Linked DNA regions of Sus scrofa: region 2 is linked to region 1. The links are chromatin contacts, called in public Hi-C maps. All regions are on one chromosome and are shown on one strand. Each heading gives the region's core, a stretch centred on a gene start, on an enhancer-like site or on the middle of the called end of the contact. The rest is flanking DNA. Distances are from core to core; before and after follow the strand shown.

Region 1 (5,024 bases), core at 1,493-3,992:
AGTGACCCAGTCATACATATATATATGCATACATTCTTTTTCTCATATTATCTTCTATCATGTTATATTACAGGTGATGAGATATAGTTCTGTTGTACAATAGGACCTCATTACTTATCCATTCTAAATGTAATAGTTTGCATCTACTAACCCCAAACTCCCAGTCCATCCCACTTCCTTCCCCGCCCCCATCTTGGCAACCGCAAGTCTGCTCTCCCTGTCTGTGAGTTTGTTTCTGTTCTGTAGATAGGTTCATCCAGTACCATATGTTAGATTCCACATATAAGTGATATCATATCATATTTGTCTTTCTCTTTCTGACTTACTTCACTTAGTATGAGAATCTGTAGTTCCATCCATGTTGCTGCAAATGGCATCGTTTTGTTCTTTTTTATGGCTGAGTAGTGTTCCGTTGTGTATATGTACTACATCTTTTTAATCCATTTGTCAATGGACATTTAGGTTGCTTCCACGTCGTGGCTATTTTGAATAGTGCTGCAATGAACACAGGGGTGCATGTATCTTTTTGAATGAAAGTTTTGTCCAGATATATACCCAGGAGTGGGATTGCTAGATCATATGGTGGTTCTATATTTAGTTTTCTGAGGGACCTCTATACTGTTCTCCATAGTGGTTGTACCAGCTTACATTCCCACCATCACTGTAGGAGGGTTCCCTTTTCTCCACACCCTCTCCAGCATTTGCTATTTGTAGACTTATTAACGATGGCCATTCTGACTGGTGTGAGGTGGTACCTCATTGTAGTTTTGATTTGCATTTCTCTAATGGTTAGAGATGTTGAGAAGTCTTTCATGTGCCTGCTGGCTATCCATATGTCTTCTTTGGAGAAATGTCTATTTAGGTCTTCTACTGATTTTTTGATTGGGTTGTTTAAAAATTGTTCTTCTTTTCAAAGAAAACTGGCCTCTAGAGTTTGCATCTGCAACCCTTGATTGCCAGTTAGAACTTTATTGGGATTGACTGAGTAAATGGGAGACTTAGACTCAGTGTAGAAACTGGAGAGGCCATATTAAATGTAAGCAAGACAGTCCTCACACTCATCATTTATTGGTTCAGATATGAGTTTTAAATATCCCCCTTTTCTGTACTTTCCTTGCCTCTCTTTTGGTTCTTCCAGGCCTTCTATGGAGGCCCCAGGCAGGACTCTGTAGCAGAGAATAGACGAGCAGAGAGTAATTAAAAACAAATCAATTTCTCCTCACTTTGGCCTAAGGTTCATTTTGTGCTAAACGACAAGGGCAATCTATTGGTTTCGTCTATGGTACATGAAATTATTTTAACTTAAAACAGTCATTGAAAAATACCTCCCTCCTAACTACCCTGAGAATAAGTTCGCTATCTGTGCCAAAACTGGAAAATGTGGCCTTCTAAATCAGAAATTGTCAAAAGAGTCTGTTTTCAATGTATAAACCAGATTTTTATCTAGAGTACAATTGATTTTTCCCCATACTTATTCTACAGCCAAGTGTCCTCAGCTGTTTTTGATTGTTAAATATGTTGGAATCACTAAAGTTAAGAATTGCTCATACACATTGGGTTGTCTTAAATCTGTATTATGAAAAATGCTCATAAAAAAAGAGCTGGTAGGAATTTAGGTGGATTAAGAGACTCAGAGAGGCCAGGCATCAGCTGTACCAGTTCCTAAGGGATATTTATACCAATGTTAATTCTGTCCACTGCCACCAGAGGACACATTTTTAGGGTAATTTGAATTTGTATTTAAAGCACTTAGAAAAAAAAAAAAAAAGGAAAAAAATTCTGTGACTAGTGATGTCTGACATTGATTTTCTATTTTACATTTTCATTTGACCTAAAATACTGTTTTTCAGAGTTTTTTTAAACTCAAGAAATAAAAAGAGGTTGAGGTAAAAAATATAAACACAGTACAGCTTGAGATTATTCATTCTGGCTCTTTTTCTATTTTCTCCAGTATTTAATGCCTACCATCAGTGTGTACCACATATTATTTGGCCTAAAAGTTGGCCCTTGATATACACAGGTGACATTTGACAGGCTAGGAAGACTTCTTAAACAAATGCCAGCCAAGAGTTTAAATGGAAATGGGCCAGTTAGCAAACAGATAATAAATAGAACCTGTGAGATGGAAAGATCACAGTCCTATCCCTGTTGGGAAAGAATTCATAATAAAATTATGCAAAGGACCATCTGAGAGCTTTTCAAGTTGGAGGTCAAACCTTGAAAAAAGGCTTGTCAATTTAAAAAGAGCCACATTTTTCCTTCTCAACAGCTAGGGTCGCCGGGTAGAATGTTTGGGATATGTATACTAAAAAGGTATGGGTTGTTTACATATATACATATATATTCACATTGAACTTGACCTGTAATTTTCTTTGTTAAATCTGGCAACCCTACCACCAACAAAGTGCTCTTAGCAATTTAGCACCAGCCTCTGCAACCTGGTATCACCAGATTGGAATCACCAGCAAGAACCCTCCCCATGAACTTCCCCTGCCAAAGAGCCAAACAGTAGGGCTCTTTGTGCAAAAACAGGGCAAGGCAATACAAATAGTATAAACCAGCTCCTGGGATTGCGCTGGCACAGCCAGATAGGTTTAAATTTGTCACAAATGATTTAGGGAAGTAATTGTTTCTTTCCTAATCTTTCCCCTAGGCTATTGAGAAACACCCTTCTTACCCCATCTAGTCACGCCTTCATTTCTGCTTTGTCTTCTGCTGTTTAATAATTGAATATCATTCTAGAGTAGAACTCTGTGGACAGAATGTAGTCATTTAGATCTCCTTTCTTGCTTCATTTTCCCCAGGGGCTCACTTAAAGGCAAAGGATCTCCACCTTCCTTCATCTCATGCTCTGAAGTGTGTGACCTTTCTAACCTGTGGAGCACATTCTGTGTCCTAAGTTTTTAGCCTCTTTGGGAGTTATCCTATTTTTTTTTTTCTTTTTATAGCCACACCCACACTTTTACTCCCACTGGGCTAGGGGTCGAATCAGAACTGCAGCTGCTGGGCCTACACCACAGCCACAGCTAATACTGGATCCTTTAACCCACTGACTGAGGCCAGGGATCAAACTTGCGTCCTTATGGACACTGTGTCAAGTTCTTAACCCTCTGAGCCACAATGGGAACTCCTATCCTTTTAATACTAAGGATGACCAAGGTCCCTTGGACCAATGTTTCCCAAAGGGCATTCTGCAAAACTAGATGCTAAGTAAAGTGCCCCAGGCTCTCCATTTTTGAGCCTTAGCACTGAAGCCCAGACGGTGGACATTTCTAAGACAGTATTTGATTCCTCATTTGCTATTGATTCTTAAGCATTTAAGAATGAGACTCAGGAGACAGTCCTGGCTTTCCCTCCACTTGGTTCCTTTACTCTCCTCTGATCTGTTGCCACCTGTATTCAAGTAGTGCTTACTCCCTCTCAGTTCTTTCCGGTCTTGCATTCTAAGCTATGGACTCTGCACAATGAAAGGGACTCTTTATGTCCTTTTAGAAAATTCTTTAGTTTCTTTAGAAGTGGACTGGCCTCCTGGCCTCAAACCACTAGGAAGATACCCAAGTTCCAATACCCAAGGAAACAAAAAACTCTCTTCTCTAATGCATCCCTAAGAGTACTAGGCTGTCAGATTGGTAGAAATTGCAACCTCAGCAATCCACTCCTTGCTGCCAATTAAATGCACACACTGGGCACACCCATGTCTTTGGTGACAAAGCTACTGCAGGAGCTGAGGCCTTTCAGAGAATTTAAGTCTGCATTAGAGATGCTGGTCAAAGATGACTAGGAAGTGACACACCGAGCTGAAACTCTGAGAGGACATGTTGGATTAGAATGACAGAGTAAAGGGATCCATCACCTTGTGAGCCCAGTGGGAGTAGAAGTTCAGAAGCCTTCAGTCAGAGTTGATTTATTCATCAAGTGATATAGACTTGCTGTGTTTAGGATTGAAGAACTTTTCAGGGACCACTGAAAATAAGAGAGATCTGAGAAAAAAAAAGCATGCATTTCTTAGAAACACAAAAGTAAAATACAAAACAGTTACCAACAAATGCTTAAATGATATTTGAAAACAGTTTATAGATCAGATGTTCTTACTTCATAAGAATCCTCAAGAACATACTGCCCAGAAAATCATAGCCAATCACTAATTAAATGTATTGCTCATAGCCAAAGAATTTGAAAAGCAAAATTATAAATATCATTTAACATTTTTATAGGAAAAATATATTAGGATGTGTTTTGATATATTTGATATGATCTCCAAAAGTAAGTGTGCCTAAGCCTATGAAGGTTTTAAACAACCCTAAAACAGTAACTACATTGTTCAGAACTACTTACATATAGGCCTCTAGGTCCTTGTTTGGGATTCCAGCCCATTACTAATTACACACAAATAGAATTTATATACAGGACAGAAATTCCTTAAGCTCCTAGACAAATGCAAAAGCAAAATAAAGAGCATCTCTTTCTGAATTCCTATACTAAAAACTCTCTTCGGTTAGGGTGTGGAAGCTTTCTTCAATTTTTAGAAAAGACTTTTGAACTCCACTAAAACAGAAGCTTCCCTTGATGCACTTGAGAGTTCTGTGCATAGACCCTTCCTAGTGGAGTCCAATCTGGGATAAATGCCTTTATATTTAGAGGAAACTTTTCATTCTTGGCCTTCTATTCTAACCACCACCACTTCACCCCCCCCATCACTTTACTATATATAGGTGAAACTTTAGCGAACTGTTAAAGAGAAGGGATTATAAATGGGGCTGAGGATATAGAAGAGGGACAGAGGCCACCTGCCTACCTTTGGTGATGGAGTTTAATGGGGGAGGGAGAATGGGTCTGTGGGAAAAGGTGTTGGAGATAATATATTTGATGAAGTGGCATTGAATGCACTGTCTCATTGGAGTTTATGATTATTAAATGTTGTATTATTCATTATATAACCCACATTTTATTTGTGGAGAGCAGGGGAAGAGGGGACAGAGGTGAAACGAGTGCTTTTCCCCTTGCCCTCCCTAACCTGGTCTGTG
Region 2 (5,024 bases), core at 1,213-3,712, 88 kb after region 1:
CAAATGGGTTAAGGATCCAGCTTTGCTGTGAGCTGTGGTATAAGTTGCAGACTTGGCTTGTATCCCGTGTTGCTGTGGCTGTGGCATAGGCCAGCGGCTACAGTTCCAATTGGACCACTAGCCTGGGAACCTCCATATGCTGCGGGTGTGACCCTAAAAGACAAAAAGACCAAGAGAAAGAAACAAAAAAAACAAAAAACAAAAAAACAGATGGGACATTTGTAAAAGATGCAAGTGGGCAGGCAAGGAGGCTCTGCCCAAAGGATTAGGTGGGCTACAGTTTTATCATCCAAGGTGAGTGGGGGTGGGAAAAGACCTCCTCTTCCTTTCTGGGAGTAGTGGCTCCTCCTTGGGATCTGGTATTCAAATCAGCGGAATGGTGGTCCTTAAACTCTTGCTCTTGGTCTGAACCTGAATGCAGGCCTCATCCCATCCCCTACCCAATGACTTGAGGCATATCTCACGCCTCCACTAGTCAAGCAAGTCTGCCTTGTTCTGATGGCTTTCTTGAGCAACTATTAACTTACTGTGGTCTCCCAAAGTTCCCTAGGTTTCTGTCTCTATCTATGGTCTCTTACTGGGACTTCTACAACTACCTGTGCCTACTCCATCCCTATCAAAAGGACACCCCACAGTCACCCCTCACCCAAGGATGCTGGGTCTCCAGTTATACTTAACATGAGTAAACTGTTTTGCCATAAGCTGTTAGCTGTAGCCATTCAGAATGGGGCTGCTTCATAATGAGATTTCTGCTGGAGCCTAAAGAGGAAGGTCAAGCCAGCCTAATTCCTTCCTCTAATTTATCTATTTTTAATGGAGTTTTTCGTTAGCAGCTGATGGACAGTGTTCTCATCTGGTCAGATTCTGCTGAGTCAACCTGATAAAAATCCCTAGGTTCAAATTCCCAAGTAACCCTTTGTGTGAGGGGGAGAGGGGAGATTTGGTTTTCCACCTGTGACCTGCTCTTCTACCTGCTCAACTTGCATTGACGTCTGACAACCACAGGCTCTAGGATGTGCAGGTGTCCGCAGGATGGAGTCCCACAGATTGAAGACAACACTAAAGGAGCCACTAGTAAGACCTGAAACAATACCTGACAGAGTCGTTGTCTGGGTGGCTGATGTTTCAATATGAAATCATTTCTGAAAGTTGGGTTTTAGAAGGCAAAATGACTCTTCCTCAGCTGCCCTTCCTAAACCTGAGTCTGCAATTTGCAGGAGAAGCTGGAGGAGAATCAACTTAATTTGATCCAGAAAGTATGTGAGCTCGTTGGCGAAGTAAGAACAGAAGGGATTGACAATATGAAGAACCTGAAGAAGAAGTGGGGCTCTGCCAGACCTGATGAAGAAATGCAAGAAAGCCCAGCCAAAGTATGGGATTTCATTTAGAGTGGGGTGTCAGCATTTCGTCCTAGCATCTGACCTCACCGCTCACTCTGTTTGCATATCTGTCCTGTTTCCCTGAGAAGGTCTTTTGGGGCTCACAGCACAATTGTCTCATCTTCTGGAAGGCATGTTTCTGATATTAGAATTTATGTCCCTCCCAAGTAAAGGGCTGGGGGCAGTCTTTTCTGAAAGTGAGCCCTTCTAAGCAGGAGCAGCTGCGGGCCTTGGAGCAGGACAACTGTAGCCTGGCTGCCCTGGTGTGCAAAGTGAGGAGCCTGGGCCGCTGGAGGCTGGCAGCACAGCAGGAGCGCTTCCGGGGCCAGCTGAGCAAGGCTGAGAAGGTGAGGCTTGGGGAGGAGGGGGGATTGCTGCCCTTCTTGGCTGCAGCTGCTGCCCTGGTGTCGGGTAGCAAGATCTGATAGCTGGGGAGTTTTCCTGGGAACAGGCAATATCAGAGCCTGAAGAGAAATAGGAGAGAGCCAAAAGCAAACAGCGAAGAAGCAAATGAGAGAACAGAGCAGGAGTTTAGCACAAAGGGAAGGGAAAAAATGGAGGGAGATTTACCAAGTGCTGGCAGCTTTGTCGAAACACTACAAGTCTTTGAGTTTCAAACATGATTACCTGAGGAAAATGAAGTAACAATAAGGGAAAATCTACTTTAAGGCAGATTGAAACCAAAGCACATATCAATAGCAGTTTAGAAACTTTGACTTACTGTTTCTGAAACTCAGTATTTACTCGGATTTGTCACACTGTTCTTATTTAAAATCAAGGAGGCAGTGGCCAGCAGGAGCTCTGTTCTACCAGAAAAGTTAAAGCATGATGGATGATTAAGTGGTTTAGAGACTGCTGGTGAAATTGAAAACATAGAAAGAAACGTATATCATATCTTCCTGTGTTTGGGATGTTTACAGGAAGCTATGCAAAGTAAAAAAGAGTGTTTGAACATCAAGCTAATGGCAGAACAAGAAGTGGTTTTACTTCGGCAGCAGTTACTGGCTCTAAGGCAGGCTCTGGCCAGGGCTCAGGCAGACAACATGAGGATGAGCAAGCAGCAGGAGAACCAGGTATCTGAGGACCCCCTTCCTTCCTCCCTTTTAACAGGCTCTGGTGACAGGAAGCGGCACCACGCTGCCTGCAGCAGTCACCAGAGGCCACAGTGGGAATCGGAGCAGACAGCCCTGCTGGCCCCAACCTCAGCTTGCCTTCTCCCTCCTTCCCAGCCCAGAAACCATGGGTAGTGGCCATGAGGCTTTTGTTCTTATTCGTGTTTGGCTAAGATGGTGAAATATTATTCATACCTAAGATTGTTCTGTGTATTTCTCTGAGGATCTTTTTACCCAGAGGGCATCTTGGGGTCTGAGTCTCTGCCTCTAACACATTCTTTTCATGCTCCAAGCATGCTTTCCACCAGTGTGGCCCGGCTGTCAGCATTAGCCCCAAACAGAGTCTTGGCTCCCTTCCTGATGATCAGCCCCAAGTCATAACTTCAGATGTTACTGATGCACCAAAATAAAGGTTTTTTTTTTTTTTAACAGTCTAAACTCTTAATAACTGCACCAGTCCTCTGAGCATGAATGAAACAGACCCTAAGTTTAGAGAGAAAACAGCTGAGTTTAAATAACAAGCTGGGAATCCTGGGCATATTTTAAAACATAAAATGTAAAATATAATCTTTCGGAGTTCTCTTGGGGCTCAGCATATTAAGGATCTGGTGTTGTCACTACAGCAGCTCAGGTTACTGCTGTGGCATGGGTTCAATCCCTGGCCCAGGAACTTCCACATCGCACAGGTGTGGCCAAAAAAATGAAAAATAAAAAAAATTTTAATTAAAAAATATATATAATCTGTTCCTTTTGGACCCTAATCCCTTGATTATTGTAAGCCAGGTGAATTATGATCTATCATTATGTAAAGTCATCATCCAAGTATTGCTCGTCATTATTAATGTTATAATTAAGGATCGACCATCGAGTGATTGCTAATGAGAAAAATTTCAGAACAGAACCAAATTATTACTACACTTTTCCTTTTCCAACCATCTGGAAGCTATTTTGGAAGTCAAAACAGAGGCAAGATTAGCACTTCTCTCCCCCACTCACTGTACATATTGCATCACCCTGTCCCTTAGGGTTCAGCCCCTCCCATGCTATTGCGTGATAAAGGCTCAGTGGCAGTGCAAATGTAGTTTGTGATAGACAGGACTGCTTGGTTCATAAGTTTCCTAATATGTACATCAGCATCAAATTTGGGTAAGGAAAAATGAAATTGTTCAACCTGGCACCACTGCAGAATGGCCTTATCACTCGCTTAGCTCCTGCCTCTGCTTGTTTTGTTTCTCCTCTGACTGTTGCCTCAGAGCTTACTTAAATGTCAGGCCGGCCAAGATCCCAGTGGTCTTGCTGCCTGCTGGCAGGCACAGGACAGAACAGAACACTGGGCTGTGGTACCCTGAGCCCAGGAATACTCCCCACAGTTCTGTCCCTGAGCACTAGTGGAGGGGACAGTTGCATTGGCCAACCTCTTGTTCCCTGCTGAGAAGATTGCCTTTGTTTCCTTTGGCCTTTTCCTTCCCCAGGGGCAGTTGCTGAAAGAGTTAGAACATAGAGTGACCCAGGAAGCTCTCCACCGGCAGCAGCTGGATTTAATGAAGACCTCCAGCATGGAGAAGCTCTTGGAGGATGTGGAGCAAAAAGAACAGCACCTGCAGCTCCTTACTGAAGAGGCCGAGAGGGCTTCTAAACTGGGCCAGCTCCAGCAGAAGAAAATTCAGAGAGAACTCCAACAGGTGAGAACTCCAGTGAGAGGAGCAAATCAGAGTGCACCAGCCAGAGCTGGTTCGTTCTCCCCTGTCCTTCCCGTGCCTCTCATGCCCTCACAGTGCTGTTCCTCACCTCTGTCACCCCCAGACCCACCAGCGAAATGGAGCAGTTGTTCCGGCTGCTTAGGATGAAAGATGATGGCTTTACTGCCTCAAAGCCCAGAATCTTGGCATCATTATAACCCACTTGAAAAACATATTTCCACTTGGCTTTCATCTTTGAATTAGGAGGGACTTTTTAGAAAATCCTGACTATTAATCTGAAAAAGCAGCAAGTATTATGGAAGCCGTTAGAAGGGGATTTTATTCATGGTGTTTCTAGAACTGCAGAGATTAAAAAAAAAAAAAAAAAAAAAAGGAAAGGCAGAAGTGGTTTCCAGCACAATATGTTCCTGTTGATTATATCCCACAGCAAAAAAAAAAAAAAAAAAAAAAAGGAGGAAATAATATAAAGTACATTTGGACTAATGCAAGTTCCAACAAAAGAGACCACAGAATGTAACTCAACACAAAAGGGGAAAAAAATTACCTTCCAGGGCAGGTGTTTCACACATATTCGTTGAATGAATAAGTCACATAATTGATTCACCAGAAATTAGGAAACAGAAATCGGAAGGTTAAATGATTGGCCATGTGTTTCGAGTACTCAAGGAAAAGATCAGTAAGGAGAATTTTACAAAAATAAATAACAAGAAAGGATAAAAACTGGATTCTCTCACAGTTCAGGAGGCCAGAGTCTGAAGTCAAGGTGTGGTTCCTCCAGGAGGCCCTGGCAGAACCACTTCCAGGTCTCTCCCAGCTGCTGGGGGCTGCCCGCA

Evidence for each region. A called contact is a pair of places that touch in the nucleus more often than the background predicts.
Region 2: a contact with region 1 is called in a Hi-C map of subcutaneous adipose tissue, with 1.7 times the contacts expected there. The contact joins two enhancer-like sites. A contact is called at or near these places in 3 of 47 Hi-C or Micro-C datasets (heart right ventricle, skeletal muscle and subcutaneous adipose tissue) and 2 of 2 datasets of contacts at active chromatin or transcription factors (alveolar macrophages and skeletal muscle).

The regions. Positions count from the first base shown.
Region 1 is chr1:75,327,634-75,332,657 of Sscrofa11.1, forward strand. The region is part of intron 18 of C1H6orf183 (putative uncharacterized protein C6orf183 homolog); the gene reads left to right. Among named protein-coding and RNA genes, the nearest start is that of C1H6orf183, 100 kb to the left of the region's middle. Within about 2 kb of position 2,743, at least 11 of the 83 cell types and tissues checked have an H3K27ac peak or open chromatin away from gene starts, as enhancers often do. A contact at or near this core is called in alveolar macrophages and subcutaneous adipose tissue, where this site is marked.
Region 2 is chr1:75,416,024-75,421,047 of Sscrofa11.1, forward strand. C1H6orf183 (putative uncharacterized protein C6orf183 homolog) reads left to right here. Exons shown (of 48, transcript XM_021090835.1): 43 at 1,218-1,370; 44 at 1,592-1,726; 45 at 3,964-4,173. Among named protein-coding and RNA genes, the nearest start is that of CD164, 40 kb to the right of the region's middle. Within about 2 kb of position 2,463, at least 40 of the 83 cell types and tissues checked have an H3K27ac peak or open chromatin away from gene starts, as enhancers often do. A contact at or near this core is called in alveolar macrophages and subcutaneous adipose tissue, where this site is marked.